Regions from separate parts of the Mus musculus genome. Here regions 2 and 3 are each linked to region 1. Evidence: chromatin contacts called from public HiChIP or PLAC-seq and promoter capture Hi-C data. All regions are on one chromosome and are shown on one strand. Each heading gives the region's core, a stretch centred on a gene start, on an enhancer-like site or on the middle of the called end of the contact. The rest is flanking DNA. Distances are from core to core; before and after follow the strand shown. Region 1 holds the start of Car13 (carbonic anhydrase 13). Region 2 has its middle 41 kb from the start of Gm33819. Region 3 has its middle 73 kb from the start of Gm33819.

What was found. Promoter capture Hi-C pulls out the DNA fragments that hold promoters and counts their contacts. HiChIP or PLAC-seq counts read pairs in DNA pulled down with a chosen protein or histone mark.
Region 2: a contact with region 1 is called in a promoter capture Hi-C map of pre-B cells. The contact joins the enhancer-like site here to the promoter of Car13 in region 1. A contact is called at or near these places in 15 of 39 promoter capture datasets (the 3T3-L1 cell line, 3T3-L1-derived adipocytes, the C10 cell line and 11 more), 1 of 15 datasets of contacts at CTCF or cohesin (large pre-B cells) and 2 of 9 other capture datasets (adipose tissue and embryonic stem cells).
Region 3: an H3K27ac HiChIP or PLAC-seq map of embryonic stem cells shows a contact between it and region 1, with 5 times the contacts expected there. The contact joins the enhancer-like site here to the promoter of Car13 in region 1. A contact is called at or near these places in 12 of 39 promoter capture datasets (the 3T3-L1 cell line, the C10 cell line, the HPC-7 cell line and 7 more), 1 of 15 datasets of contacts at CTCF or cohesin (large pre-B cells), 1 of 484 Hi-C or Micro-C datasets (embryonic stem cells), 5 of 115 datasets of contacts at active chromatin or transcription factors (embryonic stem cells, large pre-B cells and stem cell-derived neural progenitor cells) and 2 of 9 other capture datasets (embryonic stem cells and macrophages).

Annotation. Positions count from the first base shown.
Region 1 is chr3:14,640,466-14,643,210 of GRCm38.p6, forward strand. Car13 (carbonic anhydrase 13) reads left to right here and starts at 1,262. Exons shown (of 7, transcript NM_024495.5): 1 at 1,262-1,380. The coding sequence starts at 1,344.
Region 2 is chr3:15,196,910-15,199,785 of GRCm38.p6, forward strand. No RefSeq gene overlaps it. Among named protein-coding and RNA genes, the nearest start is that of Gm33819, 41 kb to the left of the region's middle. Within about 2 kb of position 1,377, at least 12 of the 459 cell types and tissues checked have an H3K27ac peak or open chromatin away from gene starts, as enhancers often do. A contact at or near this core is called in pre-B cells, where this site is marked.
Region 3 is chr3:15,229,298-15,232,064 of GRCm38.p6, forward strand. No RefSeq gene overlaps it. Among named protein-coding and RNA genes, the nearest start is that of Gm33819, 73 kb to the left of the region's middle. Within about 2 kb of position 1,429, at least 16 of the 459 cell types and tissues checked have an H3K27ac peak or open chromatin away from gene starts, as enhancers often do. A contact at or near this core is called in embryonic stem cells, where this site is marked.

The DNA of each region.
Region 1 (2,745 bases), core at 12-2,511:
TACTAAGGTCAAATCTAAATGGATCAAGGAACTTCACATAAAACCAGAGACACTGAAACTTATAGAGGAGAAAGTGGGGAAAAGCCTTGAAGATATGGGTACAGGGGAAAAATTCCTGAACAGAACAGCAATGGCTTGCTCTGTAAGATCGAGAATTGACAAATGGGACCTAATGAAACTCCAAAGTTTCTGCAAGGCAAAAGACACCGTCAATAAGACAAAAAGACCACCAACAGATTGGGAAAGGATCTTTACCTATCCTAAATCAGATAGGGGACTAATATCCAACATATATAAAGAACTCAAGAAGGTGGACTTCAGAAAATCAAATAACCCCATTAAAAAATGGGGCTCAGAACTGAACAAAGAATTCTCACCTGAGGAATACCGAATGGCAGAGAAGCACCTGAAAAAATGTTCAACATCCTTAATCATCAGGGAAATGCAAATCAAAACAACCCTGAGATTCCACCTCACACCAGTCAGAATGGCTAAGATCAAAAATTCAGGTGACAGCAGATGCTGGCGTGGATGTGGAGAAAGAGGAACACTCCTCCATTGTTGGTGGGATTGCAGGCTTGTACAACCACTCTGGAAATCAGTCTGGCGGTTCCTCAGAAAACTGGATATAGTACTACCGGAGGATCCAGCAATACCTCTCCTGGGCATATATCTAGAACAGTCTTCGAAGGTGAGTTTCTACTGTTCTGTAGGAGCGCACACACTTCTCTTCTCAACTCCTTCCTTCTTGCACAGTCAGAATGGCAGTAAGAGTTAAGAACCAAGAATCCAGTAAGTTTGGCTTCTTCTATGCAGGGCCAAGTCTGCAAGATGCTGGAGTAAGCAAAAAGGAATCAGAGAAGTGAGTTATGCAGATGGAAAGGCTGGAGCTGTCGGGGAAGGGAGGGCTGGCCCGGGGAGGTGAGCACTTCCTAACTAGTAGTTCTTATTTTAAGTGGTGGTTATTACAGCTATCGGCATTGATGTATGTGCATGTGTAATCACCACTGCCACCTCCATCAAGGTCCCCTGCATTTCCCAGACAAGATCTCCAACTCCAGCAGCAGCTCCTGCCTGGGTGAGTCATTTCCAGAAGGGCTTTTTCTGGGGTGGACTTCTCAGAAGGCAGGAAATCCCCATTGGAAACCTTTCTGGCTGCTGAGCACAGATCCCTTTCCCCACTCGGGCGCCCCCTGCGGGTGACGACCGTGCCCTCGGGTTTCGGGTTCCCGGGTTCGGGGTGCGGGCGGCCCCGCCCTCCACCCAGGCCCGCCCAGCTCCTTGGCGCGGGCGCCCTGCCACAGGTCCACAGTGTCCCTGCCACAGGCTCTCCATCGAGGACCATGGCGAGGCTGAGCTGGGGGTACGGCGAGCACAACGGTGAGCGCGGGCTTCCAGAGGGGGCTGATGGGGGCTTGAGGGAGCTCTGAGCCCCGTGGGGGGGTTGGGGGTCAGGGCCTGGTCCCCGCCGGCTCTCTCCAGAGTGGACGGCGGCATTCATTCAACTTCACTGGAAAAGCTCACTGCTGTCCCGAGAAAGCTTAAGAGGTCAGAAGTCAGATGACACATTTGTAAGGAAACAAGGACAACTGAGCCGCGAGAGCTCCCAGATCACTAAGTCACGGGACGCCTTCCAGGCGCTGTTGAAGCAATCTTGGTAACTTGTAATTTGCATACTGACTTGAAGTTAACTTGGGGCTTGTTCTTCAGTCTTACTTTCCTACCGTACCCATCCTTTCAGAGACCAAGGTTTAGCAAACGATTATAGAAATTATAATATGGTGTTAAATATATTTATTGATAAGCATGGCAACTTTTCTTCATCGCCTAAGTGTATTAGGGATAAGACATTCTTCTTGTTCATCGTTTGAACTGATTGCTTCAATTAATTACTCAAAAGAATTGCAAAGAAAAACTGGGAAAGCACTGATAGTCTTCAAAATGGAGTTTGTGGATAATAATATCAAAAACTTAAATTAGCATATACGTTATTGGATAATATTCTATAGTACATTTAATGAAAGTTTACGGAAAGTTTTCCCTTCTTTTATTTTATTTTCCCCCTTTTTGTGTTTTGAGACGAATCTTACTCTGTAGCTTAGTCTGGGCAGAACTTGTGGTCATCCTCTTTTCTTGGATGGAAAAAAAAAACTCGTTTCTTATTGCAGCTTATTTGAGGTCGTGATGACATTAATGTTATTTTTAAAATGACATCAGATGAAGTTTAGATTTTTATGAATGACATTTATAATTTAGATGAATTTCTTAAGCCAAAATAGCAATCTTATGTTTCATTACCTTCTAATTTGTGTGTTTGAAAGACAATCTTTACACATTTCAGTTTTGTCTCTGAAATCATTTTGTTTGTTGTTATTTGGCAGTTATTAGGTGCCAGTAGTGGTACCCTCTCTGTGGTTAGGGAGAAGGTTGTGTTAGCCAGTAGGTACTGATTGTACCCGAATAGGTACCCGAATAAGTATTGGTTTCAATAAAATTCTCCAGAAAATTTAAAATTTCAACTTAGAAAGGGCATTATAATGAGGAGTTGTTTTACATCTTGTTCATTTTTTAAATCTTAAAAAAGATTTATTCTTTTTTTAAAAAAATATGTTTATGAATTTTTGACTTGTATGTTGTGGAAGTTAGAAGAGGGCATTAGATCAACAAGGACTGCTGCTGGTTTTAGCCTCCATGTGGGCCGGGAAATCGAACCCAGGTGCTCGGCAAGAGTATCAAGTGTTCTAA
Region 2 (2,876 bases), core at 127-2,626, 560 kb after region 1:
GTTGGAGTAAGTAGTTATGTATAATATAAATTTCCATTTTGAGAATGAAACTAAAAAAGAAATTCAGATTATCCCAGAACTGGGGAGATGGCTCAATAGTAAAGAAAAGGGTTTACTGCCCAAGCAAGTGGAGGGTTCTCCGGCACCTACCTAAATGCCAGGAGGGCATGGAGGCTTTGCTGTAATTCCACCACTCCTTCAGCAGAGACAAGGGTCACTGAAGCAAGCTGACTAACAAGAGTAACTGCAATAGCAAGGTCTGGGGTCACTGCGAGATACTGGTCAATTAACAATATAGCAGTGAGCAAGAAGACTTCTGTTACCTCCACATGCATGTGCAGAGGTTTGCACACTCAACCAGACACATAGATTCACACACGGACAGACATGTATACATATCACAGACACACACAAAAACACAAACAAAAAATAAACAGTTCAAGTGTATCAAATGAATCACTATGTGATGATCTTCATGCAGATCATTATTAATGTAGAACAAGGCATGTAATTAAACTTTGTTAAATTTTTCAAAACAAACCTGTGTTTTGAATACACTCATATTTGAAATATAAAGTGCTTTTCAGACAAAAGACAGCTCCTTTGAGCAAATGCAGTATACAGATGGTATAGGAGATTAATAGAAAATTTAAAAGGAAAAAAAAAAAAAACCAGAGACTAGAACAGGGTACATTCTGTTTATCTGCGCATTCACAGTGACAAGCATTTGTAAATGAACCTTCCTTTGATGCTGGCCCCATGGTAAGCTCACAGAGAGCTCCAAGGCTGTGCTTCATCATGAGTCTTCAGATGGAAGCTTGTCAATAACAATATGCAGTGATTCGCAGCAGGACTGAATCCTACCTGACCACTCAAGCAGAGGACCCTGAACCTCTGCTGTTGCTCATCTGGCACATCCTCATCAAAGCAGAGAGTGAGACAGAGCAGGACATTGTCGTGTTCTCTCAGCCACAGCTTGCTATCCCACCAGGCCTTCCCTACACAGCAAATCTTCTCTTCCATAAGCACGCAGTGATGCAAACGTTGCAAAACCTTTTCCTCCAACTTAGAAAGGCCAGGTGATTTTTTGCTATTGTTGTTGTTTTTAACAGTTAACATTCCCAGCAATTTGGCCTATATGCTCTTCATCAGGCATATTATTTGGATGTAGGAAGCGAAAACCTGTGATACACTATCTAAATATATGGCCTCACAGAGTTCTTACATATTGAACCAAGAGAAAAATGTTTCCAAGGACCTCAGAGAGTGGAATCTAGTAAGTATGTATTGCAATAGACTACAAAAAGGACTCAAAGGCAAAGCTGTATAGCCTGGTGGAAGGCAAAATTACCCTTCTCTTCCAACTTTACAAGAAAAGAGGAAGTAGGAGCAGAAGCCAAGCGCTCCTTGTAAAGGCAAGCAAGATGCTTTCGCCGTGGCCTAAGAATGCTAATAAAACATTAGTGTCTAGTCTATTGGAAACTGAACATTGGTCTCATAAGATATCAATACTCCTCAAATATTCAGGTAGCTGCAGCCTGAGTCACAGCATACAGGAATTAAAGGCAGGCAAAGGGACAAGTTTTAAAGTAAAGACCCGTCAAATTGTGTTTTAAAGAAAAGGAGCTGATAGAACAAGAGAGCTTCTATTAACTTACATTAGGGTAATTTTAAAGGATCTTAAAGGACTTTTGCTAATGTCTATTTAAAATATGAATATGTTGAGATGCTATCCTACATATGTTTGAATTCATTAAAAATAAACTCAGCCATCAATAATGTGTGGGTCTTGCACTGAAGACAGAAATAAAAGTACTCTTTCTTGGTGTCCTTTAAAACAGGATCCAGCCCAGATTTGAATGCTCTAATTCATTCTTCCTGTCTTTTATTGTCCCTGCCTGCCTGTTATCCAAATGTGAAACTGCATGAATGGTGTCCCTGTGTCTGTGGCCCTGTGATTCTGAGTGTGTGTGCCCCCACCTAAAGGCTTTGCTCTCTTCTTTAATGAACAATACAGAAAGTCTTGCATGGGGGGGAAGGAGTCAGGGAAATCTTTAACAGAATTTTACAAGGAATTAAGTCACTGACTCCAACTAACCTAGATAAGAAACAAACATTAAGCAGTACCTGAATAGTGTTTTCATGTATTTATGCTGGATTTTCACTATATAAGGCCACTTTTAGTCCATTTTCTGTTTCTATAAAATGATTATCACAATACACATGCAATGCTCTCTGGGTCAGATAAATGAAAGAATACATATTTTAAGAGTACAGCTATGCCTTAGCTTAGGTTGTAAAAGCTGGTTACACTGGAAATGCAAGGCAAGTAATGTTGGTTGTTTTACTGTCTTCTTAACAGGCTGAGTACACAGGAGGATGTCAGTCTTACTTAAGTGGCCTCAAGGGATTATATTAACTGGCTGTGAGGTCCAACAAAAGTTCCAGTCTTTTAGAGTATAAGATATATTTTTATCATAATGCATACCACAGTTACCTGTTTATTTTGCTTCTCATTAGTTACATAAGAGAAAGTAGTTACTAAAAAATATTTGCTTAAATGAGGGCATTCAGTAATGCTTGTTATCTGTTTGTAGCATGCAGAGGTTTCATTTGGGGAATGAACTCACCAATTACATCTATCACCATGAAGACAGGTATATAACTCCTACATTAGGAATGAGATAGAAAATATTGTGATAATAATATGAAGACCTATGATACTAGCCTTGAGTGACATTTGAAACTCAACTTATTAACCTGTAGTTTAATTGTAATCATTTCATAACCTGTGATCAATGGTCCACTACTTCTCTTTTAACTAGAAACCTAGTGTTCCCTAAGTGACCTTTCATAAGAGTGTCTGAGATGGGGAA
Region 3 (2,767 bases), core at 179-2,678, 590 kb after region 1:
TGTGGGAAAAATATTATTGCCTTAAAGATTGGTAACAACACCCCTGACCTCTCTGTTATTCATATAAGAATACCAGCTTTTTTCTGTATATGTTTGCTGTTCTGATATGTGACTTAATAGGAGCAGCATTATGCTTTTGGAATATGTTTAAGACCCATGAGTTCCAAACATGGACATTTTAAACTATTTAATTATAAGTCTAAATGCATATATACGTAATTTTAAACCAGAACTATTGTTTCTTTTTTTGCATTTCTTTTTTATTATTTCCTTTATTTACATTTCAAATGTTATCCCCTTTCATAGTTTCCCCTCCAAAAATCCCCTATCTCCTCCCCCTTCCCTCTGCTCACCAACCCACCTACTCTCACTTCCTGGCCCTGTCTTTCCCCTATACTAGGGAATAGAACCTTCACAGGACCAAGGGCCTTTCCTTCCATTGATGACTAACTAGGCCATCCTCTGCTACATATGCATCTAGAGCCATGAGTCCCACCATGTGTTTTCTTTGATTGGTGGTTTAGTCCCAGGGAGCTCTGGGGGTACTGGTTAGTTCATATTGTTAGAACTATTGTTTCTTTAGAGGGAAACACACAGAGACACACAGAGACACACAAGACACATAGACAGACAAACAGGACAGCAGGACAGACACATACACACAGGGGAGAGAGAGAGAGAGAGAGAGAGAGAGAGAGAGAGAGAGAGAGAGAGAGAGAGAATGTATGTTTCGGTGGTCTTCCCAATGGAAATAGTTTTTCCTACAATACTTCTGAACTTAGGTAACTCTTTTGTCAGTAGTGTTGATGAGTCGGGAATTCAATTATACTTGCCATAAGTTTCACAATAAAACTATTATTTCCGAGCTACTATGAAATCATACTAAGAAAAACAACGTGTATAATAAAAGTTCAATTAATATAACTGTGAGGAAATGATGTCTCATATGTTTGTGGGACAGTGGACTGTGCTAGGAAACTTGGAATGGTTGAGTGAGTTGGAAACTATAGAAACTCTGAGAGGAAGGCAGGAGCTTCACCTGCTTCTGACTAGGCTCTTGCCAGGTGACCACACTCGTTACATAGGAATGTGAGCTTTATTCATGTAGATCAGGATACTCGTTACATAGGAATGTGAGCTTTATTCATGTAGATCAGGATAGAATTCTCCACGCTAATTGAGTATTTAGAGGCCCCGAGGGTTTAGCCCATAAGCTTCCCTTCTTGGACATCCCTTCCTGCAAAAGTTATTTAATCTCTGGTCCTCCTTAAGGAGGTGGTATGCACCTATTTTTCACGACGAACAATCAATAAACAGTTTGGAGCCAAAGACACTTTTTTTTTAAAATCAAGAATCGCCATGGAGAAACCCTTTGCCTACAGAGCCGCACAGTCTGCCTCCTGCAGAAGGCCTCTCCACACTCCTAGATAATCACTGCTAAGCCAAGAGCAATTGCAGGCGAGCTAAGCTGGAGTCCCTCATTCCCCGTGGCCTAGGCCTTGTCCTCAGCCCACAGCCTTCTTCGCTTCCCTCCTTCTCACGACACAGTGGTATCTCCAGGAGTTTGGGACTCCTTGAGGTACCTGTTGGCCTCCTTCGTTCCCAACTCTGGTGTTCAGCGGCGACTGGACACCTGGGAGCTTGGGAACCCCCAGCTTCAGCTTCCCACATCTTTGGCTGTGTTTTCCTGCCACCTGAGCTGATCAGTGTTTCCTGAGAGTCCATCACTGGACAGTGGGCATAAGGTAAGTGTAGACTAGCGTCTGAGTGTCAGGCAGAGTTTTCACAACTCAGTGGAACGTGGAACGTGGAACAATATCAGTTTATCCAAAGAACATTTTTACCTCTGAGAATGAAATTTCTACTACATTTCCTACTTTATTTGAATAAATTTCTATAATGTAAAAGTGAAAGTACAATTTATAAACACTATATATATATCAGAGAGAGAGAAAGAGAGAGACAAGGACAGAGAGACAGAGACAGAGACAGAGGAAGGTGCTGGATAGGGAGCACCTCCTTAGCATCCACACCACACTTGAAAATTATGCGCGTGTATGCTATGCTAGAAATATAGAATAAGAGATATGAGGAGTCGCACAAGGTCAATACTGCTACATTTTCTCTTTTAATAACATTTCTTATTGTAATTGTTTTCCAGAAAACTCAAATTCTTACTTGTCTATCCACATCTTTGTTGAGGTCTCTGCTATGCTGCTACATGTAATTTTGCTCCTTAGAAAACCCTTAATCATTCTCTTACCACAAAAGGGCCATTATTATAAACACATCCCATGTGCCTGTCAGTTAACATCGCCAGCCTTTGGTATGTACCACAGTAATATGAGATCAAAGAGCTTCTCTTGCTCAAGTCATCCTTTAAGAAGGAATTTAAAAAATTCTTTTGTTTCTGCCTGACCTAGTTCCTAGATATTACATGATATCTTCTAAAAAGTATGACATTGTGATTATAATTGTTCTTTTTTTTTTCTCAAAAGGAGAAACGACTTTCCCCGTGGCTGTGTTCCACTTTTTTAGGAAACTGTCTGGCACATGACTGAAACTTGCAAAACGCACGCAAATTGAATGGATAAGTACTCTAGATGCCAGGCTGCAGTGCTCTTTGTTATCTGTATTGGGAGCAAACCAGTTCTTCTGCCTGGGCTCTTGGAGTCTGCTGTACTGAGAATCAGTTTAAGAAAAGAGGGAGGCTGTGTGTGATGCTTGTAATTCTTACTGAACTCTCAGGGCTGTGATTTAGTGTACA